5 separate regions of the Mus musculus genome follow, and regions 1, 3, 4 and 5 are each linked to region 2. A link is a contact called in public HiChIP or PLAC-seq and Micro-C data. All regions are on one chromosome and are shown on one strand. Each heading gives the region's core, a stretch centred on a gene start, on an enhancer-like site or on the middle of the called end of the contact. The rest is flanking DNA. Distances are from core to core; before and after follow the strand shown. Region 1 holds the start of Dnaja4 (DnaJ heat shock protein family (Hsp40) member A4). Region 2 holds the start of Isl2 (insulin related protein 2 (islet 2)). Region 3 has its middle 17 kb from the start of Pstpip1. Region 4 holds the start of Crabp1 (cellular retinoic acid binding protein I). Region 5 holds the start of Pstpip1 (proline-serine-threonine phosphatase-interacting protein 1).

What was found. A called contact is a pair of places that touch in the nucleus more often than the background predicts. HiChIP or PLAC-seq counts read pairs in DNA pulled down with a chosen protein or histone mark.
Region 1: a contact with region 2 is called in an H3K4me3 HiChIP or PLAC-seq map of embryonic stem cells, with 4 times the contacts expected there. The contact joins the promoter of Dnaja4 here to the promoter of Isl2 in region 2. A contact is called at or near these places in 1 of 39 promoter capture datasets (erythroid cells) and 1 of 115 datasets of contacts at active chromatin or transcription factors (embryonic stem cells).
Region 3: a contact with region 2 is called in an H3K27ac HiChIP or PLAC-seq map of embryonic stem cells, with 5 times the contacts expected there. The contact joins the enhancer-like site here to the promoter of Isl2 in region 2. A contact is called at or near these places in 6 of 39 promoter capture datasets (the 3T3-L1 cell line, cranial neural crest, embryonic stem cells and 3 more), 4 of 115 datasets of contacts at active chromatin or transcription factors (embryonic stem cells, extraembryonic endoderm stem cells and stem cell-derived neural progenitor cells) and 1 of 9 other capture datasets (macrophages).
Region 4: a Micro-C map of embryonic stem cells shows a contact between it and region 2, with 5 times the contacts expected there. The contact joins the promoter of Crabp1 here to the promoter of Isl2 in region 2. A contact is called at or near these places in 3 of 484 Hi-C or Micro-C datasets (all in embryonic stem cells) and 1 of 115 datasets of contacts at active chromatin or transcription factors (embryonic stem cells).
Region 5: a contact with region 2 is called in an H3K27ac HiChIP or PLAC-seq map of microglia, with 7 times the contacts expected there. The contact joins the promoter of Pstpip1 here to the promoter of Isl2 in region 2. A contact is called at or near these places in 3 of 39 promoter capture datasets (embryonic stem cells, liver and stem cell-derived epiblast-like cells), 1 of 484 Hi-C or Micro-C datasets (embryonic stem cells) and 6 of 115 datasets of contacts at active chromatin or transcription factors (craniofacial prominence, embryonic stem cells, memory CD8 T cells and 3 more).

The regions. Positions count from the first base shown.
Region 1 is chr9:54,698,130-54,702,783 of GRCm38.p6, forward strand. It overlaps Dnaja4 (DnaJ heat shock protein family (Hsp40) member A4), which reads left to right and starts at 1,430. Exons shown (of 7, transcript NM_021422.4): 1 at 1,430-1,731. The coding sequence starts at 1,600. It overlaps Gm46113 (a long non-coding RNA gene), which reads right to left and starts at 591. Exons shown (of 2, transcript XR_001779175.2): 1 at 1-591.
Region 2 is chr9:55,538,741-55,543,401 of GRCm38.p6, forward strand. Isl2 (insulin related protein 2 (islet 2)) reads left to right here and starts at 2,409. Exons shown (of 6, transcript NM_027397.3): 1 at 2,409-2,598; 2 at 3,360-3,549; 3 at 3,657-3,919. The coding sequence starts at 2,541.
Region 3 is chr9:56,070,563-56,075,114 of GRCm38.p6, forward strand. No RefSeq gene overlaps it. Among named protein-coding and RNA genes, the nearest start is that of Pstpip1, 17 kb to the right of the region's middle. Within about 2 kb of position 2,344, at least 11 of the 459 cell types and tissues checked have an H3K27ac peak or open chromatin away from gene starts, as enhancers often do. A contact at or near this core is called in embryonic stem cells, where this site is marked.
Region 4 is chr9:54,762,270-54,766,815 of GRCm38.p6, forward strand. It overlaps Crabp1 (cellular retinoic acid binding protein I), which reads left to right and starts at 2,479. Exons shown (of 4, transcript NM_013496.3): 1 at 2,479-2,702; 2 at 3,214-3,392. The coding sequence starts at 2,633.
Region 5 is chr9:56,088,338-56,092,678 of GRCm38.p6, forward strand. Pstpip1 (proline-serine-threonine phosphatase-interacting protein 1) reads left to right here and starts at 1,639. Exons shown (of 15, transcript NM_011193.3): 1 at 1,639-2,107. The coding sequence starts at 2,072.

The DNA.
Region 1 (4,654 bases), core at 180-2,679, 840 kb before region 2:
GTGATCATGTCCCAGAAGTGGAGAAATAAGCCCGACGGCAGAGATTTGTGTAGAGAAGACACAGGAAAATGGAGTCACAAATTCCTGACCTCCTGTCCTGAATCTGCCCAAAAGTGACTGTTCTATAGGAGCAAGATCCAGAAAGTGGATTCTCATGTTCCCCGGAAAAGAAGCTAGCGGCTTGGCTTAATTTCTCATGGGTATTAAGTCGTTTGTATCCCTATTGCGCGCATGAAAGAGGAGCTTCAGCCACCAGATCAAAACCCAGGCCAGTGGACTCCAGGGAGCTGGCCAGGGTGGCTTCCTCTCCTGGATAAAGTGTTGCACCACGAGAAGCCTAAGTAGGCCAGAAGGGTCTGCAGTATTCTGATAGCGCTGCAGCAGCAAGTCCACACCCACATGTTTTGAGTAGTCTTAATCGTGGCATCCGTTGAAAGCAGCCTAGAGAAGTAGAAGATTGGACCGCCTGGTCTTGTAGGCTTCAGTGCCCGGTAGAGCTGCAATACTGGTTCGATGGCTCTGCCTTGGCCCATTTGTGCATTGATATGTGTGTGTATGGGGGTGGGGGTGGGGTGGGGATTCCCACTCCTGAAAAAAAAGAGAGATCACTGCTCATCCTTGAAAGACTTGGAAATAATGTCACTGTTCACAGGTGATAGACGTCATCACTGCTCACAGCTGGGAAACGTCACTCCTCACCCTTGGGGTACTTATGAGGTTTCCAGCTGTGGGCAATAGAGAGGCCAGTGTCCAAACTCAGGCCACCTAAAGGCCACTGTTCACATCTTCAAAGGCTAATGGTCACCCAGCCTTCAAGATGCCTAGGGGGAACCAGCCACCGCAGGATCTCGACGCCACCACAGAAGGCAGCCATTCACTCCAACACCCCCCAAAATGCAACAATCCAAGGCAGACCCCAGAGCACACCCCCGCAGTGACCGAACAGAAGGGGGCCACACCCCGAGGCAGAGGCCGGGTGGGGTCCGCGCGTCCGCTGACCTCCCAGTCCAAGCTCTCCTCTGCCCAGGGTTCGCGCACACGAGGCCCTCCTGCAGGCCATCGGATCCCAGAGCGACCCAACCCCGCGGACCCACGCAAGGGCAAGGGGACGGCCTCGGGGCGGCGTGACAATCGGCAGCGAACGACTTCCACCACGAAGCCCGAAACCTCCACGCCGAAGCCCCCCACCCCCGAGCACCCCAACATGGCCCGTGGCGGCAGTCAGAACTGGAGCTCCGGGGAGTCGGACGGCCAGCCAGAGGAGCAGACTTCAGAAGAGAACGGGTGAGCGCGCGCGCCCGGCCGGAGGACCGAGCCCCGGAGCCGCCGGAACCTCCGCGAACGTTCTGGGCCTATGTGGCGTCACGCCTCCTGGCGGAACCTTCCGCCGGCGCCGAATAAAAGCCGGCGGCGGAGGTACCGGCGGCTCGAGTGCGGCGGTGCCGGGAGCGCAACTGGGTCCCGGGCTCACGCTCGGGACGGAGCCCCGGGAAGCGGCCGCGACCGAGACGGTGACGCGCAGGCCGGCGTCGGGGGCACGGGCCGGGGGCGTCGGGGGCGCGCTGACCCGCTTCGTCCGCCCCACCCCGCAGAGACAAGATGGTGAAGGAGACCCAGTACTATGACATCCTGGGGGTGAAGCCCAGCGCGTCCCCGGAGGAGATCAAGAAGGCCTATCGGAAGCTGGCGCTCAAGTACCACCCGGACAAGAACCCGGATGAGGGCGAGAAGGTGCGGGGCCCCGCGGGGTGTCGGGGTTACGGGAGGACCCGGGCTGTGAATTATTGAAGGCGACGCAGAGGCTCTCTCCAGGAGCCGCGCCAGCCCGAGGGAGGCCGCGGGGCGCAGTCAGTCGGGGGCACCTAGCAAGGCTAGGTGCGGGGCGCCAGTGCCAGCAGCCATCCGCACCTTCGTTCGCTCTACAAGTGTTTCTGGAGCCCCTGCTTCCGGGCTGTGAGGACCCTGACGGGGATCCGTGCTGACCTCTGGGAGCACAGCTCTCTGAGGCAGCCCTGGCATTCCTGTGGGAGAAGACACCGGCAAACCAGAAACCCTGGCACCGGTGAACAGAAGCTATGTGCTTGTTGGGGACCCCCCCCGGCAGCGAAATATTGTGTTTCTGTTCCGCGTGTTGCATAAGCCCTAGGGATGAGTTCCTGTGATCTGACTTGTACCTTAGACAAACCCAGCGTCCCTCTTGAGAGGGACTGAGTGGATATGATCTGTGAGGGCCACCTCCTGCCTGATACAGTTTTCAGACACGGAATCATCACTTTTTTTGTCGTTATTAATCAGGGGTGCAGAAGTCTGTAACCCGACACATCTGCTTATAGTGAGAACTCCAGGTTTCCTGTGACAAATGACCCACGGTTGACCATAAGTACTGACAGATAATAGGCTGAAGTGCTCTGCAACTGGTGTCCTAATTTGAACCTTTTCCATCCTGTTTACAGAAATAAGGCATTCTTCATTTTGTTCCCAAAGCGGAAATGGCCCACCTGAATAGGAGACTCAAAGTACCAGCCATTGCAAGGAGAGTTGGCTAGCTAGTCTGTTTCACTTCTTGTCGTTTAAGAAAACAAAACAAACCCCCAAGGAAACCAAACAAAAAACCCACTTTGGCTGCCCCAGATGAATCTGGGGAGCCAGCGCCATGGTGGGAGCGCATAGCAGTCACACCTGGATCACTTTTGGAGCCGCTGATCACCCTGTCTAGCATTTAGACCTGGGGAAATGACACTCGGATCAAAATACCTGTCTGCATTAGTAATTCCAAGCTGGAGCAGGCAGACTGCTGAAGGTTGGCTGTGGCAGCAATGATAGAATATTTATATTTAGCCACATGTGCCGAATGAATGTGGCTGTCACAAGTTTAGAATGCCTCCCTGTAAAGACCATTATACCCATTTGTGTCCCTTCTCGTCTATATTTAGGTGGCTTACTGTAGCTTTTTAAGTCACCAGCTTTCTGTGTTGTGTTGGTGATTCACAGACTTGTTCAGTTCAGTTACAGATCGCTGACCTTTTTTGATATTTTTGTGTGTATGGGTATTTTGCCTGGATATATCTTTGTGTACCACATGCCTGCCTGGTGCCCTTGGAGGCCAGAAGAAGGTGTTGAATCCTCTGGAACTTAAGTTACAGATGGTTGTTACATTGGTGCTAGGAATCAAACCTTGGTCCTCTGAAAGAACAGCCATTTCTCCATCCCTCCATCTCTCCATCCTGCAGACACTTCTTTAAGGATAGCCTCAAGGCTTCTCACTTGTCTTCTGTTTCAGAAGGCAACTTGGGGGAAAGCCTTCCCCTCTGGTCTCATGTCACACCACAGTCACCAAGAGGTGGTCCCTGCTGTTTGCTTCCCATCTGAAATGAGAGTGCTTTTGCTGTGGCCAAGCTTTAAGAGCAGATTTTATTTGCCCTCTTCGCACAGCATGTAGTTCTCACCACCTACACACCTGCCTGGGCAGGTTATTTGCCCTTCTTTTAAACTAATATTTATTTCCAGCCAGGTACCCAAGGTAGTATCACATAACTAATTCTTTTATAAAGTAAGATGTGGCAGGTCCCTCTTTCTTTGCTGGGAGGAGGGCAATGTGAACCCACTGTCACAAATACACTTCCCTCCCTACTTTCCATGAAGGGGTGACCCATTTTCTCTAGTTTTTTTGTTTGTTTTTTGTTTTTTGTTTGTTTTTAAACTAAGCCATCTTGGCAGAGGTCACCCCTGACCACAGACTGCATAACTAGCCTTCAACCTTATCTTATCGTGATGACTCTTAGTGGTCTGATGCCTGTTCCACTTAAAGGCATGAATGATTCTAGCAATGCCCTATAGATGCTAAAATGTTTGTTGGCTGGCTGAGTAACAAGGTCAGAAGAAACAGACTTTAATTCTTTAATTCCATGTGTAATCAGGAGAACTCTCAGAAGTGGGAGGGGAGGGCACAGTGAAGAGGAACTGGAGGGGTATGGATTGCAAATCTGAGGGGACGAGGACACTAGGGACAGTTTGTGGAAACGGCTATAGAATTCCCCAGAGAACTATTGATCATTCATTCACACACCAAACAGCTTCTCTTTTGATCCTGCAACATGCTGGGCACACCATGAAGGCTTTTCCAGGGCTTTGTGAGAATTTGTATGTAGTTTTGGACTACTATGTATGCTACAGGTGGGAATTTGTATTTTTTCCACCTAAGTTTGTCACATACTATTAATGTCTTAAAACTAGATTGAGTGAGTTGTTTCTGAAGAGTCTCGGGACAGCTGAGACGCCATCAGTGTTGGTCTTTGTTTTCTACTCTGTTGTCCTGTGTTGCTAAGCAGTGGGCAGCCTGTGTTTGTTGTTAGCCATTCTGCCCTACATGAAGTCTGTGCTTGTTGTAGCTGCAGTTGCTTTTCTGCAAGACTCAGGGTGGCAGGTCAACAAGAATAGTTCCTGTCAGGGGTCATGATAGCAGATCATTTATCCAGATGCATTTGGTCTTTTGGCCCACTTCATTATAAATTGTAGTTTGAGTAGCAGATGTTAAAGAAAAAAGTCTTAGCCGATTGTAACAATGTCGAAAGTTTCAGAGTATGGGCTGGGGATGTAGCTCAGTTGGTATAGTACTTACCTAGCATGCACAGTGCCCTGGGTTTGGTCCCCAGTG
Region 2 (4,661 bases), core at 1,159-3,658:
AAGGAGGGGCCACTGCCAAGAGTGTGGAGAGCAGAGAGCCCTGCTTCCTCTCAAAGGGGACATTTTAGGAGGAGAAGCAAGGCTGGACCACGTGTATCACTTATGCCCCTCTCATGCCAGCACTGGACTCCTGGGGTGACTGGGACCCCGGAGACCCATGCTCAGGGACCTGGAAAATGGTTTTACAGCGGCAGAGAAATGGAGGTGAGTGCCCCTCCCCTATCCTTAGCAAATTCTCAAGAACTCAGTTTCTGGTTAGGAGGGGCTTTCTCTAGGTAGGAGAGGGTTAAAGGTTGAGCCTAGGACTCCTGCGGAGATAGACTGCCATTACCTAGGAGGTTTGCAGGATCTAGAGGTAATGGGAGCCAGGTCTAGCCCAAGATAGCCTTGGGGTGGAGGGTGAGGTGACAAGTATCCCCCAGTACCTGGAGCAGGCACAGTGCAGAGCCCACTCACTGGCTTCAACAATAAATCCAAGTCCACACCTAGGGCAGGCAAAGCAAGCACATTCACAAATAAATAAATCATTGCCCAACAGGCAAGAGATGTGCTTAGTCCTCACTTCCAGCAAGGCCCCACACAGATACCTTTCCAGAAAAGGCACACTCCCAAGTGTATAGGGTCCCAACAGAGAGAACCACTATGGTTACTGTAGATACCAGACACTGAGCACGATGAGGTAGGATTCTAAGGCTTTCCCTGCGATTAGTTTAATTTTTTTTAACAAAGCAAAGACAGCTGTTCTAAGTACAACCCATTTCACAGATGAGGAAAAGTGAGGGAGGAAGAAGAAATGAAACACCCAAAGTCACAGAGACCAGCGCTGATGCAGGACCCTTTACTTCATGGTTTGTGGTTTACCAGCAGAGATACAGTCATGCAAACTTAACCAGCCCCAGAGCCAGAGCGGCTGGGGCGCTAGTAGGAAAGATGGGGAAGGGTCGGCCTGTTGTCAAGCGGGTTGTAGGCTGTGGCAAAACTCTGGGTCCAGAGAACACTAGCGCTCTAAAGGTGGAGGCGGGGTCAAAAGCTACAGGAATCCGGCTGTGGAGCGAGGTGCCAGACTGTTTCCAGCGCTGGGGCATCTCCGAGCAGCCTTTCTAACCCCGACTTTCTGCAGAACCTGTGCCGACGCTCTTGACTGCAACCATTTCCCAGCCCAGCAGCTTCGGCTCTTAGCAGTTGGACCGCCGCGCCTGAATTAGATAGATCTCGGGCAGCGAGGCCTGCGGGATCCAAGTCCGGACATAGCTTTTGGTCGAGATACTTTATCCCAGAAGCCCACCCGCGCCCCACTTAGAGAGGTATCAAGTTTTTGGTGTCCTTTCAGAATGGGAGTGAGGGACCAACAGACCACCGTTGGATAAACACTGTTTGTACCTCATCGATTTGTCTTTCAACCCTTTGAAACAAAATTCACAACGATTTTTGTTTAAAAAAATCCCGAGTCTTAGAAATCGCAGATTTTTCTAGGATTAAAAAGCCACCGGGAAGACGGTAAATTACCCCGTGTCCCACATTTGTTTCTGATTAGTTGTGTTGTAATTGGTTTGTGTAACCCAAAATCAGAGAGTTCGTAAAAATCTTTTACTGTATGAGTGACACATCACAGCACTGTTTTTAGGCTCTATGCAGCTGAGAGGAGAAAGGAGAGGGTGGGAGTCAGCATCAATTTAACCAAAAGAGCAAAAAGTAGGAGGGAGGAAAAGTGCCTAGGCCAGGGTGGGTGGGAGGACTGTGGCTCTAAGTCTCTGGATTCCTTTTGGCTTACCCACCTGCAACATCGAGTTTTCTACAGGCGGCGCGGGTGGGAAAGTCCGCATAGAGTTTATCCAAACCCAGGTGCTCATTTCCTACCCGTTCTCCCTAACTTGGACCCCGCCGAACAAAGGCTCAGGCCCACCAGGGAGAAAGGTGGCCGGCTGGACCAGTGATGGTCCCGAAACAGCGAATCCTCTTTTCTCCCTCAAGGTCTGTCGTCCCCAGGAGGAATTTTTAATTTAAAAATTATAAAAGAAAAACACTTTTAAGGGGGAGACGACTCTCATCTATTCCCAGAAGACTATTGCCTTGCTAGGCAAACGCCCTACAAGTCCGAAGAAAGCGCGGCGCTGCGGCAGAGCCCGCGGGGTGGAGATGCGGCTTCCAAGGGATTGCGGGACCCGGGGCTGCAGAGAGGATCTAGGAAGGTTTCGGGGGAGGGGGCTGCGCTCCATTGTTCACTCCGAACCAATCAGAGCTTTCCCACTTCCTCCCAGCCAATCTCCCTGCGCCTCCGTGTCTACCCCAGCCCACCCTCCGGGTCCCCATCATCTCCCGAGCAAGCCCCAGGGCGGTGGGAGAGCTGGGTGACGCTACAGGTCCCGCCTCCAGCTCGGGCCCCGGGCGAGTGCGTGCTGACGTCATGCTGCGTGCGGGCCGGTGCGGAATCGCTCCTTCAACTCCGCGGGGCAGGAGTTAGTTAGCAAAGAGCAGAGGCTGGGCGCTCGACCCTGGTCCTTCTGTCCCCGGCCGCAAGCTTTGCTCACATCTCTCTCTGCATGGTGGATATTATTTTTCATTATCCTTTTCTGGGTGCTATGGGGGATCATTCCAAGAGTAAGTCTTTCTCTGTGTGTGGGTGTGTATGTGTGCTTGATATGCAACATTTCCAATGCAGAAGAATGTTTAGCGGATTCTACAAGTGGCTTTTATTTGACAAAATACTTGGGAGAATAAAAAAAAACAAACAAACAAGCAGTGCATTTCGCCCATAACACTGTTTATTCGTTGGAATCCTACTATTTTATTTTGCAATTAGACATTATTTCCCAAGTTGGCTGGAATGACCTCAGGCTGTGAAATTCTTTTTCTTTTCTGCTAGGACAATTAGGTTTGATTTAGAGAAATGGGTTTCTTCTCTGCCTTAGGAAGGTAGAGAGGTTTCAGTAGCTTGATCTGAGGTGTTTAAACTAAGAACTGTCGAAGAAGCTAAGAGGGGACAGGGCTGAATGCTGCGGTGTCTGCGTTGAAATAGGGAGTCGCTGTGAGCGGGAGCGGGCGGAAATCCGGGCTTGGCTGACAGTGTGGACACGGAGGCGTCCGTAGCTCCCCAGTGTCACCGTGCTGTCGTCTGCCTCCCGTTAGCTCTGTCTCTAGCTGAACCGATACTACGTCCGCGTTCAAAGACGGTGATAATGGAAATATCAGGAGATTGTGTTGTTTTCGTTTCCTACTTTCTGGATCATTCGAAAGTGGTCTCACTTTTAGAGCGGGAGATCAAGCAAGGGAGGGCGGGTTGGGTTGGGGCTGCTGCAGCGGCCAAGGCCGGCCGGGTCCTGTACCGGGCCTGACGCGGGCCCTGCGCCCTTCCCTGCTAGAGAAGCCCGGGACGGCCATGTGCGTGGGCTGCGGGAGTCAGATCCACGACCAGTTTATCCTTCGCGTGTCGCCCGACCTCGAGTGGCACGCCGCCTGCCTCAAGTGCGCGGAGTGCAGCCAGTACCTGGACGAGACGTGCACGTGCTTCGTGAGAGACGGGAAAACCTACTGCAAGCGGGACTACGTCAGGTGAGCCGGCGGGACCCGGGGTTCGGCCCCCTTGGGCTGGGGGGGACACGGCTGCGCGTCCTGGGCTCGGGTCCCTGCGCTGACGCCCGCCGCACCCGGGCCCGCAGGCTGTTCGGCATCAAGTGTGCCCAGTGCCAGGTGGGCTTCAGCAGCAGTGACCTGGTGATGCGGGCGCGGGACAGCGTGTACCACATCGAGTGCTTCCGCTGCTCCGTGTGCAGCCGCCAGCTGCTCCCTGGAGACGAGTTCTCGCTGCGGGAGCATGAGCTGCTCTGCCGAGCTGACCACGGCCTCCTGCTGGAGCGCGCTGCGGCTGGCAGCCCGCGCAGCCCCGGCCCGCTCCCCGGCGCCCGCGGCCTGCATCTGCCAGGTAAGCCTCTCTCCCGGCCCGCAGCGCTGCGCCGCGTCAGTAGGATGTACGACTGTGTAGCCGACAGCTGAGCTTCCGACGGGAAGCCGGTGTGAAAGGCTGCGTGCGCTGGGAACCCTGCTATGTGTCTGCGAGTGCGGGGGTCGGGGGGAATTGTATGTATGTGAGCGTGAGAGCCTCGGGAGTTGTGTTCTCCGTGGCCCGGACCATGTAGGATCGGGAGAGTGGAGGACCCGGAATCCTAGGTGCTGCCTGTCTGGGTTGTGTTTAGAATTCCTTTGATGAACAGGGAGAAAAGGTATCCATCCCACCCGGAGCCAAGGGAAGAAGGCCAGCGGCGCAGAAGAGGGGCCTGTGTTCTTGTTTTGATGTCCGGCTAGCATAAAGAAAGGTTCAGGGAGTTTATTGGTTAAAACCCTCCTAGGATGATAGGTGCTCTGGCCAGGAGTTGCTCAGACTGGGAAATAAGTGTTGACAAGAAGCAGGTGGAGAGGGTGCGACAGGAGACCCCAGTTCCAGGAAGCCAGGGGATCTGCTACTCAGATCGAGGTAGACCAGGCCCTCTGTGTGGCACCAGGGATTTCTTCCTCTCTGTAACTCCATTTCCACACTGTAGAAGGAGGGGATTGGTCTTGGTGGGCTATTTGTAAATGTTTACCCAGAACTAGTAATGCCTAGAGGGGACTTTAATGTAAACAATGCAGCTAAAATCCAGGGTGTGTAGACCGGGTTGAAAGTAAAA
Region 3 (4,552 bases), core at 1,094-3,593, 530 kb after region 2:
AGAGGTGTAATTTTACATTTTTAAGTACTAAGATTGGGAGGCCTGTGAAGCACATATAGGTATTTTATTTATTTTTATTATTGGGGGGGGGGCCATTGTTGTTGTTGTTGTTGTTGTTGTTGTTGTTGTTGTTGTTTTGAGACAAAGTCTTACTATGTAGACCAGGATGACCTCAAATTCTCAGAGATCCACCTGCCTTCATCTCAGTCTACTAAATGTAAAGGCATGTGCCATCATACCCAGCCTTTTTGATGATGATGATGTTATTGTTGATTCAAGGTCTGGCACATGTATGTGTATATAAATGTATGTTGTTCTAGTCTCTGATTACTGCTACTTCTGAAAGAAATTTCCGTTTTCCTATCCATTTCTTTAGTGGCCCAAGTGAGATCCAGAGGAAAGGTTTCCTTTGCTCTTTAAAATAAACTGGCATTTTCCACACTGGAGACCACCTTTGGGGTGTGCTGTCGGTAGGCCAGTGGGCACTTGTGGGCCTAAGTAGGCTCAGGCAGCTGCAGGGCATGCAAGTTCAGCTGCACACCATTCTACTGGGCACTTGAAAACCCTTGTATTCTTTGACATCTTGCTTTGCTCTTAATCCAGCGGTTCTCAAAGTTTAATCAGTTGTAAAATCGTTAGCATCAGGAACATAAGGGAAGTGGTAGACCTGTAGACTCTTGGGCCGGCCCCTGACCTCTTGAACACCCACCACTACCACCACCTCCTGTCTTGGGCAGTCTGGGTGACTGCCATGGAAGGCCAGAAAACCAGTGTTGTTCCTTTGATGGGCCCCAGTGGAGTTCTGTCTTTAGCCTTTCTTTGCCAAAGCTTTACTGGTGAAGTCTCCTAGCCAGGCTACTATGACTCTGTCTGTAACAGCTCTGACAGGCAGGCAGAAGGCTACAGAGACCTAGGGAAGAAATCTCATGCTTTCTTGAGCCTCTTTGAATCTTCACACTTTTAAAAGTGAGGAGATCTCACAAATGGGGATGGAGGGGTAAGAGCTGCAGCCAGCCCAACACCCTTAAAAGAGAAAAACAACTGCTATTTTGAAGGGCAGCACAGCAAATTGAGGTGACGGTCATAAAACATTTTTACTTCTAAGGAAGGGAATCTCTTTAGGGCAGGTAATGGGGTGTTAAATACCAAGGGAGCAGAGGACCCCGGAATAGTAATGTGGAGACAGATGAAGTGCAGGGAGGGAGGAAGCTGCTTCTGCCTTCAGTTAGCCACAGCCCACAGGAAGAGAACCAGGAATGAGACGAAGGCAGAGAGAGAGCAGTACCTTGGCCACTAGAGATGCCCAGCAATGGATAGCATCTGAGGGGCATTGAGTCTCCATGACCTTAAATTAGAGATAGCCCAATAAAAGCAATTCTCTTTTTAAAAAACTCTTGAATCACATCTATCCATCTATCTATCTATCTATCTATCTATCTATCTATCTATCTATCTATCTATATCTATCTATCTATCTATCTATCATTTCTCTCTCATGTGGAAGTAAGAAGACAAATTGCAGGAGTTGATTCTCTCTTTCATACCAGGTGGGTCTCAGTTATTGAACTTAGTTCATCATGCTTGGCAGCAAGACCCTTTACCTGCTGAACCCTCTTGCTGGCCCAGGCAATTTTTACATTAGGCAAGGAACTGTACTAAGGTCAACATTTTGCAGTTTCAAAGCAGAACAACTCTTCTTCAGGTGAGACGGTATGCCAAGGCATCTCAACTTAAGAAACAGCAGATCCAAGGAGAGGGATGGGAATCACGGCTCTAACCACATGACCTCATCCCCAGGACACCTCTCTAGAATCTCTGAGGTGGCAACCATGGTCCCTTCTAGTGCTAGCCCCTCTGACTCTTTATTTCTCTGATGGCTTTTCAAAATTAAGCTCTGTTAACCCCTTTTCTCAGCCTTCCCCTGAGGTGCCCATCAGCTTCCTTGGGTGTGGTATCGCCAAGATGACAATGCTCAAAAGGTGCTCTACTGCAACCCCATGCCTCCCAGACCCCTGAGCAGGGATGGCACCCAGCCAAGGATCTACAGCAAGCAATGACAAATTGTTGGTAAGGTTATAGCTTTTATGTGCCCAGCTTTGGTACAGATGGAAGAAGGGGTAAAAGAGTGGGCATAGCCAAAGCCTTGCCAACAGGTGGAGTTGGTCTGGTCATGCCATGGAAAACCCACTTGAAGGTGGTTCTGTGAGCTTCCTGATGGAGCCTCAGAGAGAACAGGAGAATTGCCCCAGCTCTCAAGAAGGCGAATCTGAGACGGCTGTGGGCTGTTCTAAAGGCTGTCCAACCAGGGCCCTCCCTTCCCTGCTCAGAACTTACAGGCTCTCAGCAGAGCCTGTGGACCATGCAGTCTTTCTCCTGCCCCTGTGACCACTCTAAACATCTTTAAGCTGAGAATGTTCCTTTCCTCTTTGAGAGAAAAACAAAAACATTGAAGTTGTGGAGATCTGCCTGTTTCCCATTACAAAAGGCCCTGCAATTAATTGCATATTGTATTTCAGTCTGAAACTATTTGGATGTAAATCCTAAACAAGTGTGTCACTCCACAGAGGAAACTCCCTCAGGCCCAAATAGCACTTATCCGCAGCTCCAGATCATTCTAAGGATAAAGTCCAGACAGCATCCTCCTCAGTCTGGCTTATCTGTCTGCCAGAAGGTCAATCGATGGGTTAATCAAACAAACAAAAAGACAAGCTCAAGCAGGAAAAGTACTAAACAGCACTAAAAAAAAAAGAAGAAAGTCTGTCTTCATAGATGACAAATTCTTACAAAAGAAAAAGTGTGTCTGACTTGTAAAAGTTTATATTGAAAACAGATAGGAATGGAAGGATAACCCAGCAAGATGCCACTACAGTAGAAAGAAGGGGAGAGATGGTGGAAGAGATGAAAAAGAAACTGAGGGCTGGAGAAATGGTAACTATTAGCATTTTGTCTAAGCTCCGCCCCACAGTTACTTTGCAACAGTTAGCTCCGCCTCACAGTTATGTATGCCTGACTCTCTATAAAAGGGGCTGCTTGCAGGGCGGTGGTGGTGCACACCTTTAATCCCAGCACTTGGGAGGCAGATACAGTCGGATTTCTGAGTTCAAGGCCAGCCTGGTCTACAAAGTGAGTTCCAGGACAGCCAGGGCTCTACAGAAAAACCCTGTCTCAAAAAACCCAAAAAAAAAAAAAAAAAAAAAAAAAAAAAGGGAGGGGGCTGCTTGCTACCTCAGTGCTCTCTCTTGCTCTTGCCTTCTTGGTCCCTCTCTGTTCCCTCACCCTTTCCCCCCCCTCCCCATCCCCCTCCCTCCTATCTCTCCTCCAGCTCATGGCTGGCCTCTACTCCTCCACTCCTCTTCTCTACTCTCCGCCCTCTGCCTTTCTCTGTCTCTACTACCCTCTCAACTCCCCTCCCCATACCCTAAATAAACTCTATTCTATACTGTATCAGTCATGTGGCTGATCCCTCAGGGGGAAGGGATGCCTCAGCATGGGCTCTTGGAGACACTCCCTTCCCCCACACCTCACTACACATCCACCAAACTTTTTATAAACACATCGGTAACAGCTAGGCTCATAAACAAAAATATAACATAAATTTATCTGGACTAAGTTTGAACACGTATAGTTTTGTACATTTGACATTGGAACCAAGTTAATTATTTCCTGTAAATAAAAATTTAAATTAAATTAGAAAGTGTTGATACCACTAGGCTGAAGAGATAGCTCAGTGGTTAAGAACACTGTCTGCTCCTCCAGAGGATGGAAGTTCAATTCCCAGCACCACACGGTGGCTCACAACTGTCTGTTAGCCCAGTACCAGGGGTCTGGAACCCTACTCGGGCACTGCACATAGATACACACAGGTAAAACACTCCTAGATATAAAATAAAAATAAATCTTTTAATACCACTAAAATATCTCAAATGTATATGAGTCTTTAAAACTTGCTAATCGAAGGACATATGATGTAGGTGAGACACATACGTTGTTCTATAAAGTTCATGTCCAGTTTGCAGGTAAAAACATGTTATAAATGTATAAATGTATTTTGAGTCTAACCTGAAGTGGGAGGAAGCTGCATGCATATCAATTTTATTAACACCAGAAATAATAACATGTTGCCAAATATAAGCTTGTATCAATGCATCTATTTCTAGTGTACGGCAGCGATGTGTGTCACGATCTCGTCTAGTCTCCTCCTTTCTGCTTCCATGTCTCATCCATTCCCAGGCTGGTGGACTCCAGTTGCTTCTCATTTCTCAACACAAGATACCTGAGTCATGAGGCTCATAAAAAAGGTTTTAGTCTGGAAACGTGTTAGCACAGCAGACGCCAATACCCCTTCTCTGCGCCTGGCAGAGTCGTAACTCTGGAAGTTTGAAGAGCCACGAGGCCTCCCCATCTTCCCGTACCTCTAGACTGAACTCAATGGGATTTGAGTAGGAAGGTCAGAACTGTTGCGCAGCGACACCATTTCCTCTGCGCTGGAAGAATACACCCTGGAGTCCAGTTGAGAGCACTGAGCTCTCCAGAGGATTTGCTTGAAAGTACC
Region 4 (4,546 bases), core at 1,229-3,728, 780 kb before region 2:
ACTCCTCCTGCTTCTCCCTCTCTCTCATTTTGGTTTTGCTGTGAGTGGTGTGTTTGTATGTATATATTCATGTATGTTTGCACATGGGTGCACAGGCACATGGAAGCTAGAGACTGATGTTAAGTAATTTCTTCAATCGCTCTCTATCTTGTTTTATGACTCAAGGGAACCTGGAGACACCGGACACACAGCTAGACTGGCCGCTGAGCGCCAGCAATCCACCTCCCCACCACACCTGGCTGTTTACCTGTGTGCTGGAGATCTGAACTCCGCTGGCATGTCTGCGCTTTAAGCGCTTTACCAACAGAGCCATCTCCCCTGCTCTTAACCATGAATCCCTCCGACTTCCCATTCTCTCCTTTCCCTTCAGTCCATGTGGTATCTTTGCTGTAAAACCTGCCTACTGCTGTTCTGCCTTATCCAAGGAGCCATCTTCACTGGTTTTCCCTGGGCTATAAACTCTGCTTTTCCAGCTCCCTTAGCCTCCAGCTCCTAACCCCAACTTTGATGGGTAACACCTTGCTAGCCAGAAGTATCAAATGGAGGTGGAGGCCTGAATTAGCTTCATGACACCCCTCCTTTGGCCCCATTGCTGTAGAGACAGGATACCTAGCTTGTAGATCCCAGAGCACAAGGTATATACAGGTATATAATCTTTTCAAAGATTAAACATTTCAAGACGGAGGGCTTGGGAGAAGCTCCGATGAGAAAGTGTCCAAATACGAAGACCTGCGTTCTGATCCCAAGCAACCACATGAAAATACAGGCATGCACCGGGGAGGTGGACGTGGGATCAATCGGCCAGCATCGGGGCTTGCTGGCCAAACAGTCTTGCTCAGTTGATGATTCAGTGAGAACCTGTCTCCAAGAGTATGGTGAAGAGTGGGTAGAGACCTCAGACATGTGCACCTGCACATACCACACATAATACATAAAGACATGAAAGTAAATACATGAAATACTTCAAGATGTCCACACCAGAGCTGCTTTCTGTTTTCCAATTCAGTTACCAACTTCTTCTAAGCATACGGCCCCATGTGGGCACAGATGGCACATGTAAGAAGTTGTTGTCCCCACACACCCTTTCCCAGCCCATGATGGCCCCTCTCCACTCTCTTGTCTTCATCTGTCTTAGATGGCTTCTCAGGGCCCCTGGGCAGAAGACCAATTGCAGTCCCTTCTAGAAGTACAGAGGCCCTCTTCTGTTAGCAGCATTCAGCATGAACCAACCCCAGGTCCTCGGGGAATCCTCACCCCACAATCACCTCTAGGCTTCAGAACATCTGCATCTTTTGAGAATCGATTCACTTCTGAGCCCCACCTGGCTGAGCCTGAGGAAATGAGGGTGCATTGATCAACTTTGATCGCTGAGCTCTAAATGGCCTATTTTCACAGGGAAGACTGGACCAGAAGGAATCCTGTCAATTCCGAGGAAAGTAATCTGCTTAGGACCTAAACAGAATTTTACAACACCTGTGTCATGAGGAGTGGGCAAGCTTTTTTTTTTTTCAGCCCATGAAGGAAAAGTGACCTTTGGGGACCTCGAGCAGCATGGTCAACGGCTGATATGGAGCCACCCGTGGCAGGTTCTAAGATCCTGAATTGGGCAGTTTGGCTGAGGTGTAGCAATGGTGAAACAGTGGAAAGAGGCTGCAAGGAAATGTTGAGGTCTGAAAGCTGGTAAGGCACAGGGACCTGTGTGTACACTCCTTAGTGGAGACTCTGGGCTCTGGCGTTGATTTTCAGATCTGTTAGAGCAAAGGCAGGAGCTAGGCTTTCTTGCTAGGCCTTCCCAGTAGGACTGCAGAGCTCAAACCCGCAATTTTACAAAATAAGCTGCCGCATTTCCCTGCATTTTGCTTGTTCCGTCCCTTAGGCAACAACAAAGGGACGGTGTTGGTCTGGGCTCCCTTCTAACTTAAGCAGAAAACCTGCATGAGAGGCTTGGTTTCCAGCACCCGTTTGAACCTGCCTTGGTACCTCCGTGCCTCCATGCCCGGGATAAGCAAGGGTAGGGGCTGGGCCTTTCCCGCCACTCTAATTGGTCCTCCATATGCTAACTGAAAAGCCGAACAGAGCAAATTCGACCGGCTAGTGGCAGCCAGAAAGTATGGGTGGAAAGAAAGTGGCTTCCATGCCTATGGCCTTACTACTAACAGATATTTTCAAACATAGGCAAAAGTAGAGAAAGAATGTCGCGTTCCCCTGAATCCCCACTACCTAGCTAGCCTCATGTATCTCCTCCAGGCCGACCTAGCTTCATTAAACCCTCTCCTACCACCCAGTTTAAAACAGAATGTGGGCGGCGTGGTGGAGGAGGCACCAGGGGAGAGCAAGTTCCAAGTTGCATCACTAGTGGCTGAGAAGATGAGGAATGGTGAGGGGCGCCTTAGGGCGGGGAGTCGGGCTCACCCCTCGTGGGCCACCCCCCGCCCCTCGTGCACGCAGGGCAGGGGCGGGACTTGAGGGCGGGGCCCCAGAAGGGGGGGGGCGCTACCCTAGCGACTCAAGGCGCTTGCGGCTGGGCGCAGAACGCCAGTCTCTCTGCAACGCAGCGTGCGACCGCTCCGCAGCAGAGGTGGGTGCCTGCCCCTGCCTTCGCGCCGCCGCTACAGCCAACACCACTGCCACCATGCCCAACTTCGCCGGTACCTGGAAGATGCGCAGCAGCGAGAATTTCGACGAGCTCCTCAAGGCGTTGGGTAAGCTGGTACAGAGAGTATGTCCGGTCTGTTAGAAGCAGCTGCGAGGCGCCCGGGTCCCAGAGAGGGTGGCCTGGGTAGGTTCAGGCAGGAGGGAGTCAACGGAGTGATGAATCTCTGTTTCCTTTGAGGTTCCCCCACCCCCCAAACCCAGGTCGCAGAGGAGAGCGGGCTCCAGCCCCAGGGAGTTCAACTAACGTTTGCTGGACATTTGGCGCCTTTCTCGACGGTCCCATCTTTATCTCGTGCTAGATCACAGTGAAGAGCAGGGACTTTAAACTGGGGCTTTTAAAAGACCAGATCTTGCCATGAAAGCCCTGGGTAACTCAGGAAAGCCGCTTGCCGACTTTAAGCCTCGGGTTTTCTTCTCTAAAACCCAAGGGAGGAAAGAGACAAGTGGGACTAATTTAAGAGCCCCGTCTAAAGCCAGAGGATTTGGGAAGTGCCAAACAGGTCTGGGGGAGACCAGTGGGTGAGGACCAGAGACCCGAATCTATGCTTCCTTGCGCAGGTGTGAACGCCATGCTGAGGAAGGTGGCCGTGGCGGCTGCGTCTAAGCCGCACGTGGAGATCCGCCAAGACGGGGATCAGTTCTACATCAAGACATCCACTACTGTGCGCACCACGGAGATCAACTTCAAGGTCGGAGAGGGCTTCGAGGAGGAGACAGTGGACGGACGCAAATGCAGGGTGAGGCTCCAGAGACCGCACCTCCTTCCCGGGTACCCCCCCATTAAAACCCTTGACCCGCTGCAGGGTGTGTCACGGGAAGTTTGTGTGACCTGATGGTCCTGGGCTCAGGAGAAAGCCCTACCCGAGGTTCCCCTCATACTATCTATCACCCGGGCGCCAAAAGGCGCGCGCGCGCGCTTTGAACTCTGGGTGGGTGTGTGGTCCTGGTTAGTGCCTCGCTAGCGGCGCCTTCAGCGCTAGCTCTGGCTGCATAGGTAGAGAGGTTCCTGGGACCGCTGCTGCCTCCTGTTCTGCGCAGCTGCCTACTTACCTGTCATAGGTGAAGTGGCTGATTTAGCATCCCGCCCCCTGGGTCCTTGGACTGTAGGGCAAGGATTCGGATCCAGTTGCACAGCCCGGATCCCCCCCCCCTCCGTCCCCGCCGCGCGCGCGCGCGCGCGCATGCACACACACCCCGGACCCCGCACCCATCACCTCTTCCTGCCCTTCCGTGTTCAACCGAGGTCTTTAAGGGAATGGTGAGATTCTTCCAAAAGTAAAAGAAGCAACGCATGTTCTAGTTCAGACAATGTACTAAATGTCCTTTCTAAGTCCTCAAGGACTTAGAACAGACAGAAAGAGGTGGGTAGGGAGAGAGGGGAGGGAAGAGAAGGAGGGAGAGAGAGAGGAGGGAGGTGGGAGGGAGAGGAGAGAGGAGAGAAGGGGAGAGAGAGGGAGGGAGGGAGAGAGAGGAGAGAAAGGGAGAGAGAGAGAGAGAGAGAGAGAGAGAGAGAGAGAGAGAGAGAGATTGATTTATGAGAAATTGGGGCTTGCTATGCAGCCCTGACTAGGGTAGCCTGCAGTTTCCACGTAAACCTGGTGATCTCCGAATACTCCATCATAATCCGCTGGAGTTCTAGGATTACCGGCATCCACCACTATATCTAACAACCAAGAGAAGAGTTTTGTTGTTTGCTTGTTTTGTTTTGTTTTTGTTTTTGTTTAGTTTAGTTTTGTTCTCCTGAGACATGACCCAAAGACTGAGTATCTGTAACACTTGCCGTGCTATCTCATTTTTTAAAAATGTCCCCTTTCTCTGTCATGGGTTTTGTGGTTGTTGTTTTGTGCATTTTGTTGTCTTGTTTGGTTGGTTGTTTGAGACAGGATCTCAC
Region 5 (4,341 bases), core at 389-2,888, 550 kb after region 2:
AGATCTGCCTCCTCTCCTGGCAGACCTGTCACCAGCATTCTTTGTGGCTCTAAGCTGAGGAGGGGGGGGTCTCATGGTCACTGTAACTTTCTCCAGCATCTATGACAGCCCCAAGGGTCTGCTGTGATGGTGATGATGCTGAAGTACCATCTATTCTTAGCCAATGAGATACCAGGGAAGATCTCCCAAGAGGCTGACGAACAGGACTTTGGAGAAGACAACTTGGGTTTTCCCTTTCTTCTTTTGATGTGGCTGCATCTGGAGGTGTAGACTCTGGGGGTGGGGTGGGGGCTGGACTCACCCAGCAGACTGAAGGGAAGAGATTCCTGGAGAGGTCAGCAGGGACCCCAGCTTGGGCTTTTCCTGTCAGTTAAAACAAGGCTCCTGGTAACAAAGGACTCTGGTCTGCTTTCTGATTTCAAGGTTTCATCCCATTTTACAGATGGAGATGTTGAGTTGGCCAATCTGTAACAATAAAAGTAGCTTCAGCAGAGGGCCTGTAGGGTTAAGGTAACTTACACCACGTGGTTATGAGTGACTGGTGTTCTTCTAAAGGATCAGAGTTCGATTCCTAGCACCTACATTAGGCAGCTCCAAAGGATTGGATGCCCTCCTCTAGCCTCTACAGGCATCTGTACATACCTAGCACACACACATATCACGCAAATAAAAATTAGAAATGAATCTCTTTTTAAAAGATGCTCATTAGCTCAAGCCCCGGGATTCTAGAGAGAAGGGCTTCCAGCAGCAGGCCTGCTGTGCTTCTTCTTGGGGGTGTTTAGGGAAGCCTGGGTGTGCCTCTCTTTAAGCCCTGGCACGTGTAACCCACACTTGGGAACTCAGCTGTCTGATCAACCCAGTTGGTCCTAAGGTAAGCCTCGGTAAGGGTGGTGATTTGTGGACAGTCTCTGACTCATTCTTTTCACCAGCCCACCCCGGGCTCAGGACTCCAGAGGCCTCTTCTGCTGAGTGGGCAAACCCTGTCTGGAAAGGGTTCCCCAGGACCTGCTTGCCCTACAAAGAGAAATTCCAGAGGCATTCTTGATACGAAACACTTTCCCAGAGACTGGAAGTGACAGATGGGGAGGCTGAGGCTCTGAGTTAGGTCAATCAAGGTCCGTCCACTAGTGAAGGGCAGAATCCAAACTAAACAAAAGCTGAGCCTGAGTCTCCAGACTCCTGTCTCCCTCTATCACAGTTATGAACTGAAGATGGAATGGGTGAAGATTTGCACGGGGTCAAGGACCCGTGCCTCATCACACTGAGGTCCCTTAGCTAGTTACCTTCTCAAAACAAGTCTCCACTCTCATAGCCCCGGGACCAGGACCGCAATTGAGTCCGCCCCGTGCTGTGAGCAACTTGAGGGTAGGACCTAGTCTAGGGCATGAACTGCTAAAGTTGGAATGAATGGTGGACGTCCTTTTCCGGGGTGAGACCCTAAGAACCTAACCTCTTGGGGCCGGCGAGAGTAACAGTCATGAGATTCCTAACTTGTTAGTTCTAAAGCTAAACTGGGCCAGGACTTGAGCAGGCAGCAGGGTGGCAGGTGGCAGGCGGGGCTGGGGCTGTGCAGGAGAAACTCAGCAGCTCAACTTCCTGTGGGTTAGAGCCCTGCGCCTGCCCTGGGGGAGGTTGCACAAACCTTCCTGTGCCGGCCTCAGGCTGCCTGCCTGCCTGCCTGGCCTGTGCACATCCTTCCTCTCTCCCAGCCTCTGCCTGCCACCTGGGCTGCCTGCCCTGGGCCTCAGCCTGCGTCCTCCTCCATCAGTGGGGCTGGCGAGAGCCTAGGCTGGAAATCGTGGCCCACCCTTCCATCACTGGGCAGGGCTCCTTCCTCATTTCGCTGCTGATTCTAGCCCCAAACAAAACAGGTTGAGCCTTTTTCCTCCTCCGGCAGTTGCCTCTGGCTTGTGGCTGCCTTCTGAGCGTTTCAGACGGCGCCGGCTGGGAGTGGGAGGGAGGGCCTGGGCTAGCCGCGCTGGGACTGGGACGTGCTCCTGGCTCCTGGCCCATGTTCAGCCCTGCTTGAAGCAGGAGTGCTAGCATTTGACACAACAGACGCCCTTGGAGGATGATGGCCCAGCTGCAGTTCCGAGATGCCTTCTGGGTGAGTGGAGTCGACTGGGGGCGGTGAGCTTGCCGAACAGGTCCAGCCAGGCAGGAATCACCTTGGAGACTGACATAGGGGTACAGTTTCCCCATAAAAATTGTGCCTTGACTTTGGTCTTAATTATCATGGAGGTGGCCTGGGCCACAGTCTCTACTGACATGAAAGGCAAAAGAGGGGCCCTGGCTAAGATAATGAATTTCTCTCACAGACATCACCCCCACAGCCAGAGGGATGGCCTCAGGCTGTTTCTCCTCAGGGGCATGCTGCCCCAGCGGCAGAGCTCACCAGGACAGCCTAATGGAGGATTTGAGGAGGATACATAGGGAGGAGTGTACAAGGGAGAAGTCAGCAGCCCAGACACCAGACCAACTTTAGTTTGGTTCGGGTCTCAGCTTTGTAAGGGCTGGGTCGGTTGCTGTTTCTCTCTGGGCCTCAGTTTCTACATCTGTATAATGGAGATAAGTACAGATATTTGACAACTGAAGGTGATCCAATGCAGTAAAGCCCTGGTGCCTTGCCAGAGTTAAAACTCTTTCACCCAGTCTCTGATCTCTGCATACCTCAGGTTCATGAACAAGGCAGCTGGGCTAGGCAACTTCCTGCCTGCTGTTTCAAATTCAGGGCAGGTGTAAAACAAATCTTTTTGCCGGTGAGATGAGGAAACCTAGCCAGGAGGGCAGTAGAGGCCACAGCGCTTGCCCAGCTCTCCTGCTTTTCCACTTTTCCCTCAGCTTCCCCTAGTCTCCTCCACCCCTGACTGTCCCTTGGAGACACAAGGCTGAGACCTTTTGGTTAAAGCTGGGGATGTCTTTCTCCTGAGGATAACTCTCCAACACCACAGGGGACTCTCAGGACCTTTTACTCACCCAGGGCCCACTCCTAAGGTCAAAGCCAGGAGGATGAGGGTTAGTAAGCCACCTTCCTTCCTCTCTGCCAGCTTTGCTTGGGGTCTGTGCTAAAGTATGAGTGGCCTTCCTCCCTTGAAACTGACTTCACAGAGGACAGAGGGCCTTGCCTGGAGAGGGCACCTTGTACCTGTCTGGGCCTCAGTTTTCCTGTGTTTACAGAGAAGAGTGTAGGACCAGTCCAGAGCTGCAGATGAAAGCAGCTGCTTTGGCCATCTCATTCACCGGGGTGCTCATTGCTCAAGGTGAATCCAATCGCTGCTCTGACTTAGAAACCTGCAACCCAGGAAGGCCAGAAACCCTGGTCCATTTTATCCCTAGTGTCTCAATCCCAATCCCAAATGTCTGGCCTCAACTTCCCCAGATCAAAGCCAAGAAAAGCAGCAGCCCAGTGGCAGGGACCAGGCAAAAGGATGACATATAAGACATCAGGGCGTGGTGGCAGCAGTAGGACCCAGCTTCCCCGGGGCTGCTTCCTAGGTAATGTCTCGCCATGCCCTGTACTGGCTACACCTCTGGACTGCTGCTGGCATCCTGGGCTTCTCTTCACAGTGGCTCCCAGGGCCTTGGTTAGGAGAAGCTTCCCAGGGAAGGCAGAGCAGAGACAAGGAGGAAGTGGACAGTGGGACCCATTCAACTGCCTTTGAATCCTGCAGCCTGGCAGTAAATAGTCTTAGGCCTAGAGCGGTGGCAAATGCCTGCAATCTCAGCTTAGGCAGAGAGAAGAGAGCCAAAGTAAGTTGAAATAAAGCAGGCCTTGTCTGCATGGTAAGAGCTTGTCTCAAGTGACAGGGAGAGGCAGTGGGTGTAGTTATGGAGAAAGGAAGAAAAGGAAAGGATATCCAGTCTTTTCTTTTTTAATGAAATTTTATTTATTTTTATTTTATGTATTTGGGTATTTTGCCTGCATGTGTCTGTGCACTGTGTGCATGCAATGCCTGTGGAGGCCAGAAGAGGGCGTCATATCCTCTAGAACTGTAGGTACAGATGGTGGTGAGCCACCACGTTATGGGAGGAATTAAACCCAGGTCCTCTGGAAGAGCAGCTAATGTTCTTAACTGTTAAGCCATCTCTCTAGCCCCAACATCTAGTTTTTAAATAGTAGAAGGAAACCTCTGAGCTGGATGGAACAGATCATTTATCTGGCAACTTTGTCTATCCTGAACACAGGTGGGAACCAGCCAGATTTCTAACATCAGTTCATAAGCAGGAGGGAAACAAAGGTGTCCTGGAACTAAAGACTCCGTTACTAAGAGCTATCCCCAGAGCTCATTCATATGCTTATAGGAGATACCCGAGAGCCGCGTGTTGTGAGCATGTGTGTGT